Linked DNA regions of Mus musculus: region 1 is linked to region 2. Evidence: chromatin contacts called from public HiChIP or PLAC-seq data. All regions are on one chromosome and are shown on one strand. The core of a region is the stretch at or near the end of the contact, and the rest is flanking DNA. Distances in the headings are between cores, read along the strand shown. Region 1 has its middle 47 kb from the start of Gm41600. Region 2 overlaps Satb1 (special AT-rich sequence binding protein 1).

The links. HiChIP or PLAC-seq counts read pairs in DNA pulled down with a chosen protein or histone mark.
Region 1: an H3K27ac HiChIP or PLAC-seq map of CD4 single positive thymocytes shows a contact between it and region 2, with 6 times the contacts expected there. The contact joins two enhancer-like sites. A contact is called at or near these places in 1 of 484 Hi-C or Micro-C datasets (cerebral cortex) and 7 of 115 datasets of contacts at active chromatin or transcription factors (CD4 single positive thymocytes, forebrain, large pre-B cells and 4 more).

The regions. Positions count from the first base shown.
Region 1 is chr17:52,349,930-52,352,629 of GRCm38.p6, reverse strand. No RefSeq gene overlaps it. Among named protein-coding and RNA genes, the nearest start is that of Gm41600, 47 kb to the right of the region's middle. Within about 2 kb of position 1,294, at least 23 of the 459 cell types and tissues checked have an H3K27ac peak or open chromatin away from gene starts, as enhancers often do. A contact at or near this core is called in CD4 single positive thymocytes, where this site is marked.
Region 2 is chr17:51,814,647-51,817,346 of GRCm38.p6, reverse strand. All of the region lies in intron 1 of Satb1 (special AT-rich sequence binding protein 1), which reads left to right. Among named protein-coding and RNA genes, the nearest start is that of Satb1, 17 kb to the left of the region's middle. Within about 2 kb of position 1,281, at least 3 of the 459 cell types and tissues checked have an H3K27ac peak or open chromatin away from gene starts, as enhancers often do. A contact at or near this core is called in CD4 single positive thymocytes, where this site is marked.

The sequences.
Region 1 (2,700 bases), core at 45-2,544, 540 kb before region 2:
GTTAACAGGGACTAATTTGGGTGATCTTTTTCACTTACAGTAAATAATAATAATAATAATAATAATAATAATAATAATAATTAATAATAATAAATAGTAACACATTTCTAAACGTATTTTATCTGCTTCAGAGTTTCACAAGTATAAAATAAAGAATTACCGATGTGACAGTGCTTAACACTGGGACAGAAAAAAATCGCTTATCCTGGAATGAGAAACACAGCCTGTTGGCAATTCCAGCCTTTTGTAAATTCTCCTCACAAGCTGGTGAACCCCAACCTGCAGCTTCCTAGCTTTCTGCTGTCAATTGTGACGAAATCATTGTCAATTAATCAACTGGAAGAGCAAACACCTGCCCAATTTATTATTTTTTTACAAGTAATTAGGGGTCCAATAAAGCAGCAGGAGTAGACAGGGTTTCAGGTAAAAGCATGTGTCAAACCTGCGTGTTTCTAAGTAATCTGATACGAGAGGGAAGGGGGTTGGAGAGAGAGAGAGACACAGACAGAGAGACAAGCAGAAACACAGACAGAGAGACAGACAGAGAGGGTGAGAGAAAAAGACAGACAAAGGCAGACATACAGAGAGGGAGAGAGAAATTCTTTTCACCCACAAAAGTCAACAAAAAAATATTCTGACATGCAGAACAAAGAGGCTTGTCGAACAATGATTTTTCTTACCTATGATCCCAAGTACTTGTAAGCATCTATCTATAAAATGTCCAAAGCAACATATGTTAAAGATATATGTAAGCTGCTGTTTTGTGGGTAGGGTAGGAGCTGTGGGCCTAGGTCTAAACCTAGATAATGAGAGATAGACAAGCTAGCAATTTTACATGAATTCTGTCAGCCAGACAACAGTGATGGACGCAAAACTTGCTCTCTTCTCCACCAAAAATGTGGAGATGAAAGAGAAGCAGCCAGTGGCAGAAGCCCATCTCCTTTTACACAAAACAGGTGGTGTTCTAGTTCAGATGCCATATTTGCTATTTAGGGTTCTTGTGATCTCTGTGAGGATGGATAAGCTATAGAGTGCGTAGGAGAAGCTACACAAAGCATCCACACTGCTCCAAGCCTGCAGGCTTATTGCGACCTCACACTCCACACGCTGAGATTGGTTATCTTGTCAAGCTTGCTACAGCATCCCTGTGAAATTTGGGTTACCACATTTAGCTGTAGGATTACAGCACTCAATACCGCAGATAGGAGATAATGCCTCCAGCGTGTGGGGCTGGGGCCATATAAGCCTCACAGTCTAATTTTGGTAGCTTTGGGGGTAGAGGAGATGCAGGTGAGGCAGGACGTGGAAGGAGTGATGCGCGTGGGCTGTTGTGGCATACCCTCTCCCACAGTCTGGCCCTTCTGCCTATACAGACAGAAGAAAACGACGTTTTAAAATTTGATTCTGTGCCCCCATCCCTTTTGAAGCTGACAACCATAAAACTGAATATACCTTTCTGAATAGAATTCTAACACATAGAAAGTACCCCACTCTGCATGCTTTTTTACTTTTCAATGTACCCTTGGAGACTGAAATAATAATTTGATATTCTCTGTCTGCTGGTGCTAGATGGGCTTTTCCTTTAATGATGCAATGCTTCCAGTGGCCAGAAAGTCTCAGGACATTGACAGAAGAATCTGTTGGAGCTTTGCTCCTTCACATTGGTTTGCTGGTGAGCACCATCTCTGACTGTTTCCATTCAACAAGCTCTCTGACACTACAAGAAGCTCTCTCTTCATCTGGTAGAATAACAGTGAACTTGGGTCTGCTTCCTGCCCACCTTTCTTGCTATCTCTGGAACTGCCTTCAGATTTAGACAGTTTGAATATTACCAGCTCCTAGGAACCATTTGACAGGAATGCTAAGGTTCTCAGAAAAGAGTTAGTTGTCAAAGGCTTTCTCTAGTCACATGACTGGGTTGATAAGTTTAAATGTAGCCAAGTGTTTCTCAAGTGTATTTGGAATATTTTAGGATATTCAATCTCTCTCTGTCTCTCTGTCTCTCTCTCTCTCTCTGTCTCTGTCTCTCTCTCTGTCTCTGTCTCTCTGTCTCTGTCTCTCTGTCTCTCTGTCTCTCTGCCTCTCTCTGTCTCTCTCTCTTTCTCTGTCTCCCTGTCTTTGTCTCTCTCTTTCTCTCTCTCTGTCTCTCTGTGTGTGTGTGTGTGTGTGTGTGTGTGTGTATGTCCTCTTTTTCTCACAGTTTGAGAATTGGTCTTGGAAAAACTCTCTACAGATTTTTTTTGGTTTTGTTTTGTTTTCGTTGTTGTTGTTTTTGTTTGTTTGTTTGTTTGTTTGTTTTTTGATACAGGGTTTCTCTGTGTAGCCCTGGCTGGCCTGAAACTCACTCTCTAGACCAGGCTGGCCTCGAACTCAGAAATCCACCTGCCTCTGCCTCCCAAGATTCTACAGCTTACATTGCTAACTACAAAAATCAGCATAGAGAGTTTTTCCAAGACCAGTTCTGCAGTTATCTGTGATCAGCAGTATCGGGGATCACCTCGGATCCAGAGCATCTATCTAGTCAAGGCATGGGCAATTGGTTTACTTTGTATGCTGACTCCTCCTGCAGGGTTAGTCTGAAAGTAACTTCCGTCCTGCAAAGCCCCTGGGTAAGCTGGATGTGAATGGTGCATAAGAAACAAGCCTTGTGGAAGGAATCCCAGAAAAGTGGCGGAAGTTCTGATGGATTAGTTCACTGGA
Region 2 (2,700 bases), core at 32-2,531:
TGTAAATTTTATGTAATGTTAATTCATTGAAAATTAAGTGATGTAACCATCTTCTGCACTATTCCTGCTTCCTAGCTCCTGCAGTACTTAGAAAGTCCTGTCAGTGCAGTTAATGGTGAAGACTGGCTGCAAAGGACACGGAGGACTCCTTGCTCCTCTCTATGCAGTCATAATGCAGATATTGCAAGAATACTGCAACCAGTTCTTGATCAATGGTAACTAGTGGAGACTTCTGCACTCAAAGGACTTGCAGTCTGATAAGGGATATGTTTACTTCACTAATAATCACTCAGGTGGTTAGGTGATGACTGTTACAAATACTAATTTTGAGAAATACTAGGACCCATAACTTGTTGTAGGATTAGTCAAGGACTTTAGTAAGGGAAATTATGAGGCAGTGCACTTGAATTTCATGTTCAAGACTGGGTCAAGTTGGCTACAGAAGCCACAGATAGCAGAGTAAGTCAGTATATGCTCTGCCGTGACCTCCAAAGGCAGGTACCTTATTAAGCTACATTTAAGACATAGACTTCAAACTTACGAACTTGAGCAAGTAGCTGCTTTCTTAAACTGTAAGCAGTTGCCATGATGTTGGTCATAGATAATATGAGATAAGATGCTGCAAATATTTACAGGATATTGCATTTCCTCATGAAAATATGTTTTGATGAAGTTGTTTGGGCTGCAGCCCCACCCTTTCCCACCTGGCACTAGCAAAGTGGTGTTTGGTCCATTCAAGAAACATGTAGAAATCAGTACTGACATCCCAGACAGACAAAATGAGACGCATAACAGCAAAACATATGGCCTGGAATAGACATCCTTATATGCCCAACACAGACCATGTCCCCAAAAACTCATACATAGAAGACACCATGTGCAGCCAAAGCCAAAAAACAAAGAGTTGACATGACAGAAAGCAACGCGTTGCATAGATGGAACTGCTTTGAGTGGAGACAGCCAACTGTATTTGAATTTAAAAAGATAAACCAAGGCAAACCATGTCCGTAGAAAGCATTATGCTGGTGAGTGGCTGCTTCATTAACAGTCACCAGGGGAACTGCAGTATCTGAAAGCATTCAGGGTCTAAATGCCTTCTCTGTTTATTAAGACTATATACACCATTCACAACTCTAAATGTGTCTTAACACCTTCGGAGAACATCTGAGGCATGCAGCAGTCCTTTCATGAAGTTTTTAAAAATCTTGTGTATTTGTTATGCTACTTCATGCTCCTTTCCTTTGTGTATGAGGTTCGTCTGCCTTTTTGCATGGGAGAGACTATTGACACACTGTTTTGATGGTATCCACGTGCTGAATAGTACATGCACTGGGGCTGCAGGTCTTAGGCTGCTGCTGAAATTCTCCAGTTGGATAGCAAGATTTATAAACCTTATTTTAACTTTTCTTCAACAATTGCTTGAATCTTTTTGGCTAAAGATAAGCTGTCCCTGTAGAATTAGGTAGTATTTTTGCCTCCAACAGGACCAATTATAATTGCATAGATCTTGGAAGGTGATATAATTTCCTTTTTTTTCTTATTATTTTGATTGAATTTTACCAATTATTACTTAGTACCTATAGTGAGTTTACTAAAGAGGAAGATTACACACACACACACACACACACACACACACACTCCTGAGCATATATAGTAGTACAGCCCATCACTAGGTCTCAGCCTGTATGCCATTCTCCCCAGGCCATTTTTTAAGACATATACTTTATTCTTTAAGAAAATAATTGCTTTAGGAAAAAGATGATATGTCTATGACTAATAGGTTGATGACTTTCCTATACTGTTACTCTTTATAATAAAGTCATTATTATATGCCATTATGCTCATTCATTCTACCATTCCCCCAAGGCCATGTTAGTTAGTCTTTATTCCATACTTTCATGATTTTTGTTTATGAATAGGTTGTGGTTCCTGAGTAAAAGGTGCTGTTAAGATTAAAATTTCCCAGGTTACGTCAGCTCAGCATGGATCAGGTCCTTGGGAGACTGAGGCAATCAGGAGGCATTTTGTCATATTTATTTGTGTAAAATTATTGGAGAAACATAGTATTTTCATTCCCTTGTAATACGACATCTCAGAAACCTTTTTTTTTTGTTTGTTTTTAGTGTTGTTTTTTAGCTCAGAATTTGTCTTGACCAACAGCTAGCTAGTCTGCTCCTTCTTTTTTTTTTCTAAGAATTCAATTGAAGTTGAGTTGCATTAGTAAGTGACATATTGCTGTCTTTATAGGCCTGTATAATTTTTTTTTCTCTCTCTCTTTTTATTATTGTTTCTTAATGCATCCAGCATGACACTAGAACACACTGTTCCTACTAAGAAAGGTCAGGTTTCAGGGAAACATGTCAGGCATTACCAATTTGAAGGACTATTCAGTTATCCACACTGGAGACTGAAAGTTTAATGTATCCTATTGAAAAACATCATTGTTCTTATCAAGATAATCATGTTTGTTCTTTTAAATATCAAATATCTTTCAAAATAAGTTTAGCCCTCTAGTCACAATACAGACTCCCACGCAAGTGCTATATTTGGCTGTATTTGTATTTTCCTTATTGATTATTATACTGTAAATAGCCTCCACATTTCCCACACATTTCAACTTTAAAAAAATGTACTCTTAGTCTTTGTGGCGAAGGTGGTTTAAACTTCCTCTGTTTTGGATGGTATGTTTCTGCCTTGCTA